Regions from separate parts of the Mus musculus genome. Here region 2 is linked to region 1. The links are chromatin contacts, called in public HiChIP or PLAC-seq maps. All regions are on one chromosome and are shown on one strand. Each heading gives the region's core, a stretch centred on a gene start, on an enhancer-like site or on the middle of the called end of the contact. The rest is flanking DNA. Distances are from core to core; before and after follow the strand shown. Region 1 overlaps Apbb2 (amyloid beta (A4) precursor protein-binding, family B, member 2). Region 2 overlaps Uchl1os (ubiquitin carboxy-terminal hydrolase L1, opposite strand).

Region 1 (7,671 bases), core at 2,065-4,564:
CTCACATAATGCTGCTGAGCATCAGGGAGTTGCAGCTCCCAGCTACGCACAAGAGGATGTGCCCCATATATACCACAGCATGGGTGTTGGCTAAGCCCTGACACCCAGTTAAATGTATCCTCAGCCTAGCATGCTGAGCTTAGCATGCAACCCCGTCGGAACTCAAAGACTATGTGGACGGCAGACATTATGGAGAGGGATCCGGTCTTTGTGGTTGGAGAGAACAAACCACAGCCGACTTGCAGCCAGGCCTCAAAGGATCCGAGAGGAGGCAAGGACAGCAGCCGGGGCTGAGTGGGATCTGTGGCTGACTCCAGTTCACAGGGCTCAGTTCTTCCCCACTCATATCCATGCTTTTATGAGCCCCCCTCCCCCACACAGGAAATGCTCCAGTGTTTTTATTTCCCTTGGTCATTTGCATTTTCAAATGGCATCTCATGGGAAATATGAGTGTGTTTTTGTGGCTCAGCTCTCAGTTCCCAGGATTTTGGTCTCAGGAAGAATCGCTGTCAATCACAGTGATTTTATTAGGCTAGCCTCACCTAGGAAGCTCATTCTAGGAGGAAGCCTAGGGATCTCACTGAAATCTTCCAGAGAATAATATCCTGCAGACAGACAGACAGACAGACAGATAGACAGACAGACAGAGAGAGAAGGATGTTGGGACAGGACATCTGAAGGACCGAATTGCCTTTCTTTTAAAAAGAAAGAAGGTGTTTTCCAATACCATAAACTAATTACATGTAACACTGAGTTCATTAGCATTTCACACGTGTCTATAAAATATTTTGATTGTATTTATTTCCTGTTACCCTTTCTTTTCTCTTGCTCCTCTTGTTGATTCATTCCTTCTTCATTCACAGCATGCGCACCCCTCTCTCCTCTCCTCCTCTCCTCTCCTCTCCTCTCCTCTCCTCTCCTCTCCTCTCCTCTCCTCTCCTCTCCTCTCCTCTCCTCTCCTCTCCCCTCCCCTCCCCTCCCCTCCCCTCCCCTCCCCTCCCCTCTTCTTTCTTTCTCTCTATTTCTCTCTCTCTCTCTCTCTCTCTCTCTCTCTTTCTTATAAAATGGCAACATGAATTTATTAGAGTTGTTATAGGATCTATAGGCAGTGGCTATACTGAAATCTCTCTCCCTCCCTCATCAACTATTCCTGCCTCACGGGCTCTCCCTCTTCCATTACGTGACACTGTTGGGTCTCATCTTGTGTGGATAACTACAGCTTCCGTGAGTTCAAGAAGGCAGCAGCCATGTCACGCCCAGAAAACAGTGTTCCACCACAGTCCACCACCTCCTCTGGTTCTCCGTTTTCTTTTTACAACCCAGTTCCACCATGTTGCCTGCTCTGTGATGGGGGGTGATACTGATATCCTAGTTTTGATTTGATGACAGCGCCTTTGATGACCTCCTTTGATGACAGCTGACAGGAGCACTGACCTATGGGCACAAAAATTATTTAGAAGGTCATGTGATCAGCACATCACATCCATCTAGGAAAACAACAGCAGTAGCTCCTGCACTGGCCTGTGAATTCCACAGCCTTGAGCTTTTGACTGAGTTTGCAGTACACACATGCATGTGCTGCATTGGAGCCGGCCTCAAGCCTCCCCGGAGCATGGCAGTTTCTGGGATATATTAACATTTAGATTCTTGAAGTTCTAGGCTTGAGATCACAGACCTGGGGACTTGGGGTGGTCTGTTCATTTTGCTGTTAGAGTTCCTATAGTCTCTCTGCCACTTGATGTAGAGGAGGAGACCAGGATCCTAGTGAAATCACTGGAGGGCTTGAAGCCTGAAGTGTCTGAAGGTTCTGTGAGGGGAGGGTTAGCAAGGTAGGGAAGAGTAAGTTTGGAAACTCCACATCATACATTCCACCGAAGAGCCTAGGAGAAGTGTGCTCCCCAGATACACCCCCCATTCCTGTGTTCTTATTCAAACCATTTGCTAAAATGACTGGCTGTTATGTAATAAGTCTTAAGAGGTAATTTATGACAACAGCAAGAATATTGACCCCACGGGTGTGGTGGAACTTGTCTCTAGCCCCATCACCTCAGAGTCCCAGGCAAAAGGATCAGGAGTTGAAGGCTGGCCTGAACCTTCTTCTGCCATCACATGGAACAGATGTTGCATGACATACAAAGAAGAATGGCGGCAATTTCCCAGCCAGTCGTCCTCTCTGCATTGTTTCCATTCTTCCCTATTTGCTTTTAGCTGTGTGAGACCCCTGTTTCCAAAAACAAAGCCAACCCACAAGCAGATCTGTATTCCTTCTTTTTAGTCTTTTAGAAATGGACTTTTAGGTTTACAGAAAGGAGGGAGGCAGCGCAGAGAGTTCCCGTGTAGTTCTCTGCCTCGGTCCCCCTGTTATTAACATCTTACAGTACTGTGGCACATGTGTTGTGAATTTGTGGACTGACAGCAAGTCCCTGCTCTGTTCACATGTCTCTAGGTTTGACTGCAAGTCAGATCTGCCCTGTTTCACTTCCTGCTTTCTCTCCTCACATGAAACAACTCTTGCTTGACACACAGCAACATAGGAAAAGCAAGGAAGTTTCCCTGGATAACCCCCATCTTATTTCCATCGTTATTAGTATTCTTCCCTATTTTCCTGAGCTAAATACAAATATATAAATATAAATATATATATATGTATACACACACACATCATTATAGTTTTGACAAGCTGTTTTGAAGCAAATTATACATCTACAACATCCAAAATAAAGAAACAGCATTATTTAGAAACAGTACCATTATCATTCCCAACAACATTAATGCTGGCTCCTAAATGCTACTTAGTATTTGTTCATAGTGAGAGTCGCCAAATATAATCTCTTTTAATATCTTGAAATAATTTTAAATTAGAATCTGGGCAGAGGACCGTGTGTCTCATTGTGCTTTCTCATCAGCACTGACGTCTGTTTAGCTTGCAAGTGAGATAGCAAGGAAGGCCTGAGGCTCCGGAGCATAGGGAGGTTGTGGCAGTCCCTCGCACCACCCCTCTCTATTGTAGTGTGATTTAAAAAAAAAAAAAAAACAAAAACCAACCAACCAACCAAACAAACAAACAAACAAAAAACAATGCACATTTCAATAAAATAAATGGGTAAAGTCCAAATGAATCCTGACTTTCCCCCTCTCGGGGTGATGCCTGAAGCTGGTTTTGAAATCTCAAGTGATCACATTTGCCCAGCTCGACAAATGCTTCCTTATTTTAGATAAGAAGCCAGACTCAGAATTCGGTGTACAGTGACGCATTGTTTTCTGTTGAGCCCACGTCCCCTGGGTCTCAGCTTCCCAGATAGGAAACCACATCCTGAATAGCACTGAGTAGACACCACAGACATGATTTGTGGCTCCGCTGCATTTGCAAGCCTTATATAAGTCTTGGTTTTAATCCTTAGGGTGGAGTTTCACAGCGAGTTTCACAATTTTCCTTTAAGGCCAAAAAAAAAAAAAAAAATTAAAATAAAATAAAAATAAAAAAAAATAAAGTAAAGAGAGGACTGTGGGTGGAATCCTAGTTTGAATACACAAAGCCTGCGTGGTAGCCTTACCTGGAAGTGAGAAGAGAGTTAAGAGCTGACTAGGGTGCTTTGCTTTTAACTCGAAGAGTCCCTGGTATACTGTGAGCCGCTAGGGCTTCTTCCCGCTCTAGCTCTTGCTGGACCATAGACACCTGAAATCTGAAAGTGTCTGGAGTAGCTGTCGGGGGATGCCTACCCGCTGGGGCTGCCTGGGCTACAACCCACAGACTGTAAGAAGCTCCCGCTGGGACCCCAGGAGAGGGCTGCACACTTTGGCATGGTTCCCTATGAAATGCTTTGGTCGCACTACAGAGAGGAGTGGCACTCTTAGGAACATTTCCCTCTTTCTTCTGTGCAGATGTGCAGCGAACTCTTCCTTAATTTACCCCATGGAGTCTTGTTGCAGAACTCAGCTCACTGTGAGAAGAACGCTTTGTTTCTACTGCCGTGGGGTTCTGTTGACTCACTTGGAAGAGGCTCAGCATAGCACCTGGCTGCTTTCTTTTCTGTCCTTAATTTCCATTGTCTTTCCTTATTGTATTCCAACTGAGTGGATTCTCCTGTTATCTCTCTCTTCCCAGGGAACCCAAGAAAAGCAATGCTTGTACACCGTAACTCTGTATGTTGAGGGTAATTACTGTTTTCTTTTACTTTCCCTGTTCAAATGAGAAGAGAGGGGAATTACTAAATATATCAATATTGTCTCTTTAGTCTTTTTAACATCCTTAAATAAAGAGGTTGCCTTGCTGAATGGAAATGTCCAAACATACAACTTTTGCTCTGGCATGTGTATGTTTAGCGTTTAAATATTTTATTTCCGGTAGCACAAGTCATCACAGAGTTACTTGAAAATTCTAGAAGAGCAGGAGAAGGAATCCAGAGACAATGACATTAACATTTTTTAATCTGTGTGCTGCCTTCTTAGACTCCAGGTCATGCTCAATAGCATTAGCGCGTCTTGGGAGGTTGTTAGAAATGCAGTCTTTTTTTTTTTTTTTTTAAGCAGAACAAAATAAACAAACAAACAAACAAAAAAAAACCCAACCAAACAAAAAGAAATGCAGTCTTGGATTCTAACACAGACACTCTGAATCCTAACTTGACTGCATTGTGTTTACATGTCACTAAAATTTGGGGGTGCCGCTCTAGAATTCATCACCTAGGGAAGCAGATGAATAGAGACCCCGACAGCCAAATTCGGTGCTCAGGTCTTTATGTTCTCTGTCACTGTTTCTTGAGATAGCCTTCAGTATGTGACGAAGATAAAAGTAAAGTCATTAAAACAAACAAACAAGTTGCTTTAGAGAGAAACTTGGCTGTCTCACAGGCAGTCATTTCATTCATAAACATTTTAAAGTGCCTACTACGTGCCCCACAGCCAGGGCCAGCCACTCAACATATACTGCAGTAGAAATGTGTGAAGAGCAAAGAGGAAGGAGACTATTGGCTGAGCGAGGATGAAGAGCAGAAAGAAAGATGGTCTCTGGGTGACACCTCAAAGCAGAAATCAATGCGCCTGAGTTATTACTGCCGCTAGGTTCTGAGAGAGCACGGAGATGGGTCGGATGCATCCCCTGCCTTTTTCCTTCTGGAAGACCTTGTGCTGAGTGTAAGGACACAAGACTGTAATAAAGTATAAACAATACAACACGTGTCGGTGAGAGGATGTAAGCAGAAGATCATGGGCTGAATACCAGCCCCATAATTCAGTGTCCTTGAACAAGCTTATTTCCAAGTTACTGACTGATCCTCTCTCTTCTGGGATAGGTAGAAAATGATAACAAACTTTATTTTACAAAATTATGGTGCTTTTCTTTTTAAAGTGGGGCAGCATAACAAACACATTTAGGTTTTTGGGGAGTGTGCAGTCACTGCTGTGTGGCAAAGGCCTTCCAGAGGTTCCAAAGATGGGAAGATACTGAAGAAAATGATCTGGGATGTTTGATGCTGAATAGCCTATGTGCAGAGGAGGTGGACGAGATGAATCACTGGGAAGAGAATGGAGGGAGATGCTGCAGTTTTGAGGTCAGATTGGCTAGGGATCGAGGAAAACAGGCATCTTGTCTGGTGGGATAAATTCTGTTTCAGGTATGCTGGGTTCTAAATAACTACTCGAAGCTGTGGAACTGGGGTACATGTTTGCTTACACCAGGTGTTTTGTGGGTGCTCACCCTTATTCCATGCTCATTCAAGGGTGGGCACAGAGTGAAGTTGCCTGCCTTCCATGGCTAGGTGTGTCCAATCCCTATAGGATAGGACTCTTTAGAAGGTTTATTGCAAGTGTCCATGTATATACAGGATTCACCACAAAAAGAGTACAGAATGAAGAATTTTTTTTTTAATTTTTTATTAGGTATTTAGCTCATTTACAAGAATGAAGAATTTTTAAGATCTTAAGGCTTGCTGACGCTTCATCATGTGTGGAGATAAACTGAGGTTAAACTGAGGTATTCTGTGACTGATTTTCATCTGCTGTTTTTTTTTTTTTCCCTTGAATTTCTTTTCTTCCACAGGGTTCAACTATTGCATCAGAACAGAGTTAAGATTTTTTTTTTTTTAAAAAAGGAGTAATTGCTCTAACACAGGAGACATCACACGTCTGTTTATGTCAGTTTCCTTTCATCCATGACCTCCATTATAATCTTACTTTATGCAGTGTGGGGATACAGTACAGTTACCATGGTTACTGGCTTTTATAGGTTGCAACTAACCTGCCACATAGTATGCTAATATTTTGTCAAATTTACTTTGTATTTCCTTCTCATTTTTTTGGTATCTCTGTCAGTATCTCTTTCACATCTCTTTCTCCTCATATATATTCAAAATGTCAGAGACGGATTCTGAAGGACTGAATTAGTTGTAGAGGTCATGGCCCTCTAGCCTTCAAAACTTTGATCTATATCACCCATGCAGGAAGCTATTCTCCCAAGTGACCCATAATACCTCATCACTACTAATAGATAATACTTGAACACCTATTAAAATCTCTCTAATTATCTCATTAAGGCTTCTAACACCTTATCCATATCAGGACACAGCCACGAGCCTTCATTGCATGTTGTCTCTTTAGTTTCCTTTAATCTAGAGTAGTCACCCTAAGTTTGTTTAGTTTTTATTGTCTGTGACCCCTTTGGGGGTCAGGTGGCCCTTTCACCTGACCATTAGTGGTCACCTAAGACCATTGGAAAACACAGATATTTACTTTATGATCTGTAACAGTAGCAAAATTACAGTTATGAAGTAGCAATGAATTAATTCTATGGTTAGGGGTCACTATAGCATGAGGAATTGTATTAAAGGGTCGCAGCATGAGGAAGTACATTCATCTGATAGAAGGAGTCACAGTCTTATTGTTTCACTGTTACCTTAAGATTTCAGGTAAATAAACACATTGGTACAGCGTTGATCTTCTGATTGATTATGCCAAGCCTCACTTGGATGAGGTGATCTTCCAGAGGTCTCCATCGTAGGGACACATTTCCCCTGGGAAAGAGATAGGCAACCTTGTGGAGTGGTTCTTTGGACTGTGAGAACTGTGTTCTGAGTAGTCTTTCTCTAACAGTTTTAGCATTTATTCATGATCCTTGGCTGCCTAATCACATGCTGCGTTGCTGGTGACAAGATGGGGATTTTATTGTGTGTGTGTATGTCTGTGTGTGTGTGTGTGTGTGGTGTGTGTTGATGCATTATAATTCATCAGTACCATGTGTATGTGTGTGTGTTTATGTGTGTGTGTGTCTGTCTGTGACTGTGTGTAGGACAGATAACAATTTTATGCAGTCATTTTTCTCCTTCTACCCTTATGGGGGTTCTGGGACTCAATCTCAGGGTGTCAGTGCCTTTCCCTCTTGAGCCATCTTGCTGGTCCAATATTACTCTTTTACATTGTTCAAGCTGTCCTGCATTTGGCCAGGAAGTGCCCCTTCCAACCAGCTCCAGTGTAATTTAGTCACATCTGCACGCTGTTGGAGCGTCCTTCTTCTTGCTGGTATAGTGAGCTATTCTAGACGTACATTGTGCTTTTCTTATATTTTTGGTTGTGAGCCTAACCTTTAACGGCTGAACCATCTCTGCAGCCCTGTTGTGCTTTTCTTATTCTTGACTTAGACCCAGCTATTTTTTTGTTTTTAATTCCCTAGAGAGCTAA
Region 2 (7,671 bases), core at 2,117-4,616, 120 kb before region 1:
GGTTGTCCTCCAGACTGAATTCCTCAGCTCCTCCTTCAAAGCTGCCCTTTCCCCATCTTTCCCTTCTCAGAAAATGTCATCCTCGCCAGACTTCAGATAGCTCAGGCCAAAAGCCACACCGCCATTCTGAGATCCTCTTTCGCTCACATCTCTGGCTCAGTAAATCCTGGCACTTCTACTTTTAGGGTATGTCCAGAATTCCCACCTCTGAGACATCATGAGGTAACTATTAAAAATAACATGGACACTGTGTGCACACACGTGCATGCATGCACCCTACACTTGTCGTGCAGAGGCCAGAGGAGGACATGGTTGTCTCCCTTTGTTGATGTCCATCTTGCTGCCTCTGGGCAGGTTCTCTCATTGACCCTGTAGTTTATCATTTCGGCTAGGCTGGCTGGCCAGGGGCTTCTAGGATCTGCCTTTTATTGCCCTACCCGCAATGCTGGGGTCACAGGAACACGAAATGCCTTAGTTAGCGTTACTGTGCCTATGATGGAACACCACGACCAAAGCAGCTTGGAGAGGACAGGGTTTATTTGGCTTAAGCTTCTACATCATCGTTTGGCATTGAAAGAAGTCAGGATAGGAACTCAAGCAGGACAGGAACCTGGAGACAGGAGCTGATGCAAAGGCCACAAAAGACAGCTGCTTACTGGCTTGCTTAGTTTGCTTGCTTATAGAACCCAGGACCACCAGCCCAGGAGTGGCCCCACCCACAATAAGTTGGACCCTCCCACATCAATCACTAATTAAGAAAATTCCCCACATGGTGTGTACAGCACATTGTATGAAGGCATTTTCTCAGCTGAGGCTGCCTTCTCTCTGATGGCTCTAGCTTGTGTCAAGTTGACATAAAACCAGCCGGTGCATACAACCAACCACGCCTGGCTCTTTACCTGGATGGAAGGGATTGGAACTCAAATCCACATGCTTGCATAGCAAACACTCTTATCCACTGAGCTATCTCCAGAGCCCCACATACACATTTTTATGATAAACCATGGGGTTTCCTGTATATAATGTGATTCTAACAATATAAAATATGGCTGATAAAGGTGATAGTCTAATTAAACCACAGCAGTATTTGCATATTGTCCCATAATGCTGCTGTGGGATTTTAATGTTTATAATATTATGTTATGTTACACAGAAACAGTTTTCTCTTTTTTAAAGATTTATTTATTATTATACATAAGTCACTGTAGTTATCTTCAGATACACAGAAGAGGGCATCAGATCTTATGGTTGTGAGCCACCATGTGGTTGCTGGGAATTGAACTCAGGACCTCTGGAAGAACAGTCAGTGCTCTTAACCTCTGAGCCATCTCTCCAGCCCCTTTTTAAAAAATTCTTTTTTATTTTATTTTTTATTTTTATTATTTTTTTTTTCTGAGACAAGGTTTCTCTGTGAAGCCCTGACTATCCTGGAACTCACTCTGTAGACCAGGCTGGCCTGGAACTCAGAAATCTGCCTGCTTCTGCCTTCCAAGTGCTGGGATTAAAGGTGTGTGCCACCACGCCCAGGCAGAATCCTTTAAAAAAAAAGATTTATTTATTATATGTAAGTATACTGTAGCTGTTTTCCAGACACACTAGAAGAGGACATCCGGGCCAGGCAGTGGTGGTACACGCCTTTAATCCTAGCACTTGGGAAGCAGAGACAGGCAGATTTCTGAGTTCGAGGCCAGCCTCATCTATTGAGTGAGCTCCAGGACAGCCAGGGCTTCACAGAGAAGGAAAAAAAAAAAAAAAGGGAAGAAGAGGACATCTGATCTCATTACAGATGGTTGTGGGCCACCATGTGGTTGCTGATATTTGAACTCAGGACCTCTGGAAAAGCAATCAGTGCTCTTAACCACTGAGCCATCTCTCCAGCACACAGAAACATTTCAAGTGGTCCTTCACTAAAATAGGGCAGGAGAAAGAAATGAATCTATGTTTCTGGAGGCTTGTTTGTGGCACATTTTGTATAATTATTTTGTATATTTTGTAAATTCTGTCCTTTTACAAGAGAGATGGTTTAGCAGTTAGAATTGTTATACTGCTCTTGGGAAGGACCAGAGTTCGGTTTTAGCACCCACACGGAGCAGCTCACAAGGTCTTGTAACTCTAATTCCGGGAGATCAATGTCTTTCTTTGGGACTCTGTGGGCACCAGAACACAGATGTGCATATACCCACTGGGGTTGTCTCAATGAGCTTGCTTTCCTTAGACTCGTGTGTTTGAGTGCTTGGTCGCTATTTAGTGCAACTGTTTGAGGAAGCATTAGGAGGTATGGCCTTGTTAGAGGAAGTATGTCACTGGAGTTGGGCTTTGAGGTTTCAAAAACCCACAGTAAAACTAGTCTATCTGTCTCTGTCCCTGTCTGTCTATCTTTCTCTCTGTCTCTGTCTCTGTCTCTGTCTCTGTCTCTGTCCCTCTCCCTGTCCCTGTCCCTCTCTCTCTCCCTCTCTCTCTCCCTCTCCCTCTCCCTCTCCCTCTCCCTGTCCCTCTCCCTCTCCCTCTCCCTCTCCCTCTCCCTCTCCCTCTCCCTCTCCCTCTCCCTCTCCCTCTCCCTCTCCCTCTCCCTCTCCCTCTCCACCCCTCTGCCCTCAACTTGTGGATCAGGACGTAAGCTTTCGTTACTGCCCCAGTGCTGTGCCCCCGTGTCTACTGCCATGCTCCCCACCATGGTCATGGATTCACCGTTTGAAACGATAAGCAAGCCCTGATGAAGTGCTTTCCTTTGTAAGTTACCTTGGTCATGGTGCCTCTTCACAGCAATAAGAGAGCAATTAGGGCACCCACAGATGCACACAGATACACATAATTTTAAAAGTAACAGAGCTGTTTTTAAAGGTATAATTGATATGCAGTTAAGTGATCAGTAAACACTGGACAGTTGGCAAAGTTTTGAGAGCTGTAGGTGTGTGACCCCTCACCACACCAGGACCACATCTTTATTCCCACATCCTTACCACTTCACTCATTTCTTCCTCCCGCCCCCATAACCCTTTCCTTCCACCTCTCCTCCCTTTCCAGATCCAGGGCCTGCATCTGTAGATGTGGTTCCTGTGTTCTAAAGTTTTATATAACCAGGGCTGGACAACCTGTACCTTCTCGTCTTCTTCCAGACAATTCTTTGATGTCTTATTCACATTGTGTGGCTGGAAAAAAAATAGGTTTACAGGAGTTACGTAACTTCCTAAAATCCTTTTAGCCATAGAAGTGGGCCTGAGATCCCAAATGATTCTTGCCTGTTACTGAGTATGTTAAAAGCAAGATCCAAGAGGTCTAAATGAATTGTTCAGAGTTACTTCACCAGTGAGTGGCCAAAGAAGGGCAAACCCCACTGTGCGAGTCATCACTTATTATTGATGTGGCTCCTGGTAAGAGCATATGACTCATTTTAGATTTGGCTGAGACTGTGTTTTCAGAAGTCCTGGCCACTACCTTGACCTCTCGGTGGATGGTCTCAGACAGAAAATCCAGTGTGGGAGGTTTTTTTAATCTTCAAACAGAGAAGTCGATTTCTTTAGAAACTGTGTTTGATTTCCATCAAATTTCTTACTTCTTTAGGAAAGGACCATTTGGCTGGTTGAGTTTGTCTTCCTCTCCCATCCCCGTGTCTCTAGTTTCCTCTCTCCATTTTCTTTTCCTCCCTTTCTTTCTTTTTCTATTTCTATTTGTTTCTATGTTGTTCTATCTTCTTTTTTTAAATTTATTTTTGTTTAAAATTATATGTATGTATGTGTTTGTGTGGAACTATTGCACATGGATGCAGGTGCTTGTGGGGGCCAGCAGAGGGCCTCAGAGCACCTGAAACTTGAGTTAGGCAGTTGTGAGCTACTCAATGTGGGTGCTGAGTACTGAGCCTGGTTCCTCTGCAGAAACAGTAAACAGTGTGCACCCTTACTCACGGAGCCATCTCTCCATTTAGTCCTCCCAAGGAACTCTCACTGACTCCCCATCATCTCCCTCATTAGCCCTGCTTAATGCTCTAGTTGGCCTAACCCATCAGAGTAATACATGAAATGGCAGCAAAAAATATCTGGTCTGTGACTCTGGAAAATGGCTATGTGGTTACAGATCAATTTCTGATCAGTATATATACCAAGCTCTTTCAGTTGCTGTCTCCATTGCTTTTCTATTGCTTTAGTAAGACAACATGACCAAGGCATTTGATTTGGGGCTCACTCTTCTAAGCAGTCAGAGTTGTTTTTCTTGTTACTGTGAGCAAGTTTCCAGTAAGAAGTTACTTTATGGAGAAAGGTTTTATTTTGGCTTACAGTTGGGAGGTATACACAGTCCATAATGGTAAGAAATAGACAGTGACGGGAACAGGAGGCAGCTGGGTTACCCTGCATCCATGGTTAGGAAACAAAGACTAACGAGTGCTAGAGCTCAGCTTGCTTTCTCTTTTTAACTCAGCCCAGGACCCTAATCCATGGAATGGTGCAGCCTGCATTTTAGAATGGGTTTTCCCAACTCAATGCACCTAAGCTAGGTAATCCATGACATGCCCACATCTTGTGTCCATGGCAATTAGGAATGTCATGGAGTTGACATGGAGTTGACACCATCAGATACCTTGATAGACGAGCAAGCATATGTGTTTTGCCTTATAAACCTATTAAGTACCTGCAAAGTGTGGTCAGAGGGCTAATGATTGTTAATGTATTGAAAAACAAGTTCCATGTGTGTTCCTGTTTGTGAGTGCATGTGTGATGTGGGATGTGTGCCTGTGTGTGCAAATGTGTATGTGTGTGTGTGTTTGTGAGTGCATGTGTGATGTGGGGTGTGTATGCATGTGGGATGTGTGTGTCTGCATGTGTGATGTGGGATGTATGTGTGTGTGTGTGTGCATGTGTGTGTTCATGTGTGTGTGTGTGTGTGTGTGTGTGTGTGTGTGTGATGTGGGATATGTTGTGTGTTCATGAGTGTGTGTATGCACATGCTCCTGTGGCATGACATGTTCATGGTCAGAGGATAACTTCAGGTCTTCGTTCTCATCTTCCATGTTGTTTGAGACAGGGTCTTTCATTCACCTCTGTATGCACTGAACTCGCTGACCCACAAGCTTCTGCAGATTTTCCTGTCTCCCATCTTGCTGTAGAAGAACTAGGATTATTACAAACGCACATTACCATGTTCGTCTTTTTATGGGGCTCAGAACCCAGTTCTTCATGCTTTGTACAGTAAGTGCTTTACCCACTGAGCCATCCAGCCAGGCTCTATCACAGAGTTTGACATCGCTTGTCTCAGAAAGCAATTTGAACCACATGCAGCTATTATGTTCCACGTATGCCATGTTTAATGTCATATGCCATGTGCTTCAGTGGAGTTTCTAGGGCTTTGGCTAACGAGCCTGGCAATGATACTCATTTCTACTGGGCAAAATATTTTAGGGAGCTAAAAGAAATGATGGTAGCTCTCATATAGTGAGAGACAAGCTTATACTCCAGGGAAAATGTGTCAATGAGAACATTTAATTGATACATGAACTAGAGTTATAAAAACCTAAGCCAGCAAGGAATAGAAATCATCTCGGATGTATAAGCCTCAGAGTCTTAGATTTATGCCCAGTAACTCAACCGAATAAGAAGAAAGTAATAAACAACTTCTTTATGAGATAGAGATGCGATAGGGAGATAACTCAGCCTCAATCCGTCTCCTGGAAAGTCGCAGGTTATAGATTTCAGATTGTATTTATGAGGCTGAAACAGCATTTTACTCTTTTTATTTTAGAGGTAAGTGAGCTGTGTACATGGAACCTGGCAAATTTTTAACAAAGAAATAAACAAAATGTAACCTTTGCAAGGAGACTTTCTATGACTCCCATGCTTGTGAAACCTGCTTAGGCTCATTCGTGATATTTTCAGTGTCTGTGATTTTATCTCTATTTGTGGCTTGGTTTACCTTTATGTGGCATGCCAGGCCGAGGAGGTTAGACACAGGGCAAAACGTACATAGGTAGCAGGAGAGCATCTTTTAGCACATGGTGGGAGAAAGATGCCAGAGTTTTCTGTTTTGAATACTCGTTTAAAAGCCATGAAACCAGGAGAACAGAAGTGTGTTGTGAACATTAGGGTGAGAGGTGGGGAGTTAATGTCCTAATCCAGGCAGGATCTCAGCGCTTTCTGACTTCAGTGACATTCAGTGTCTCTGACTTCAGTGACATTTCATTCCAGAGACGCTGAGTCCCTGGATCTCTATTTTTGAATGTCCTACATTCTGGGAACACAGAGTGGGGAAGACACAGACTGTGGAAACAGCTGAGGACACGCACGTGCTTTTTCATTACCTTGGTAATGTCATTGTGCCTCCGTGGGTTTCACTTTTCCCATATGTAAAATGTATGGGAAAATCCCACCACCCAGAGACCTGCTGGGATTCATGAAGGTCATGAATATAGTGCTTAGCCACCAGGAAGCCCTCACTCATGACCACAGAGAAGGGGATGTCCTCGAAGCCATTGTAGGCTGCGTTCATGGAGCAAAGAAAGCCCATGCTTGTTCCAGATCAACCTCCATATATATAAATATAAATATAAATATAAATATAAATATAAATATAAATATAAATATAAATATGAGTTCTCTATTTCTGCTCACAGTTTCAGAGGGTCCCCTTAATAATTGGCTGTTCCATTGTTTCTGGGCTCTGGTGAGGCAGAACATGACAGCAAAAGCCTGTGGCTGAGCAAAGTTATCTGCCTTGGTTGGTGACCAGGTCACAGTCAGTTGTCTGTGAGGCATGGTGGGCTGTTTGCTCCAGCAGACTCAGTGCTCCCAGTAAAAAAAAAAGTTACTCTTGATTGGATTAAGAATGCCAGCTGCTACCTTTCTTCAGCTTTTCCTTTCTGTTTGCCATCTTATACTGGGTTTTTTTTTTAATTTTTTATTTTTTTTTTTTTATGTATATGAGTACACTGTAGCTGTCCACAAACATGCCAGAAGAGGGCATCAGATCCCCTTACAGATGGTTGTGAGCCACCATGTGGTTGCTGAGAATTGAACTCAAGACCTCTGGAAGAGCAGTGAGTGGTCCTAACTTCTGAGTCATCTCTCCAGCTCCCTTACACTGGTTCTTTCTCTCCATCTCTCTGTCTCTCTGTCTCTCTCTCTCTCTCTGTCTCTCTGTCTCTCTGTCTCTGTCTCTCTCTCTCTCTCTCTGTGTGTGTGTGTGTGTGTGTGTGTGTGTGTGTGTGTGTGTACTCTTATAGGATAGAAGAGGGAGTCAGACCCCTTGGAACTGGAATTACAGGTGCTTACTGGACACCTGCCTTGTTATATGGGCACTGGAATACAGTGTTCCTGGATGTATTGATAGAGCAGAGTCTATTAAAGGAGGGCAGTAGAAAAGCAAAACAAGGCAAGGGAAATGCAGAGCCCGGCTGTGGTCCATGTAAAGTCTGACCTCGACTGTGTCTGCTGGGGAAGGGCTCTTAGACATGTTGCTTGCTGCAGAACTGTCTTCTCTGAGACAAGGTGAACAGCTTTTTATAGGTCACAGTTAGTTGTCAGTGAGGCAGGTGGGCTGTTTGCTCCAGCAGACTCGGGGCTCCCAGTTTAAAAAAAAAAAAGTTACTCTTGATTGGATTAAGAAAACCTAGGAATACCAGGTGGTGGTGCACGCCTTTAGTCCCACCACTTAGAGGCAGAGGCACGAGGATTTCTGTGAGTTTGA

What was found. HiChIP or PLAC-seq counts read pairs in DNA pulled down with a chosen protein or histone mark.
Region 2: an H3K4me3 HiChIP or PLAC-seq map of bone marrow-derived macrophages shows a contact between it and region 1, with 3 times the contacts expected there. The contact joins two enhancer-like sites. A contact is called at or near these places in 1 of 15 datasets of contacts at CTCF or cohesin (the NIH/3T3 cell line), 3 of 115 datasets of contacts at active chromatin or transcription factors (bone marrow-derived dendritic cells, bone marrow-derived macrophages and pancreatic cancer cells) and 2 of 9 other capture datasets (adipose tissue and liver).

The regions. Positions count from the first base shown.
Region 1 is chr5:66,519,959-66,527,629 of GRCm38.p6, reverse strand. All of the region lies in intron 2 of Apbb2 (amyloid beta (A4) precursor protein-binding, family B, member 2), which reads left to right. It overlaps Gm52775 (a long non-coding RNA gene), which reads right to left. Exons shown (of 4, transcript XR_003955743.1): 4 at 1-7,671. Among named protein-coding and RNA genes, the nearest start is that of Gm52775, 20 kb to the right of the region's middle. Within about 2 kb of position 3,314, at least 120 of the 459 cell types and tissues checked have an H3K27ac peak or open chromatin away from gene starts, as enhancers often do. A contact at or near this core is called in bone marrow-derived macrophages, where this site is marked.
Region 2 is chr5:66,638,051-66,645,721 of GRCm38.p6, reverse strand. The region is part of intron 1 of Uchl1os (ubiquitin carboxy-terminal hydrolase L1, opposite strand); the gene reads left to right. Among named protein-coding and RNA genes, the nearest start is that of Apbb2, 23 kb to the right of the region's middle. Within about 2 kb of position 3,366, at least 17 of the 459 cell types and tissues checked have an H3K27ac peak or open chromatin away from gene starts, as enhancers often do. A contact at or near this core is called in bone marrow-derived macrophages, where this site is marked.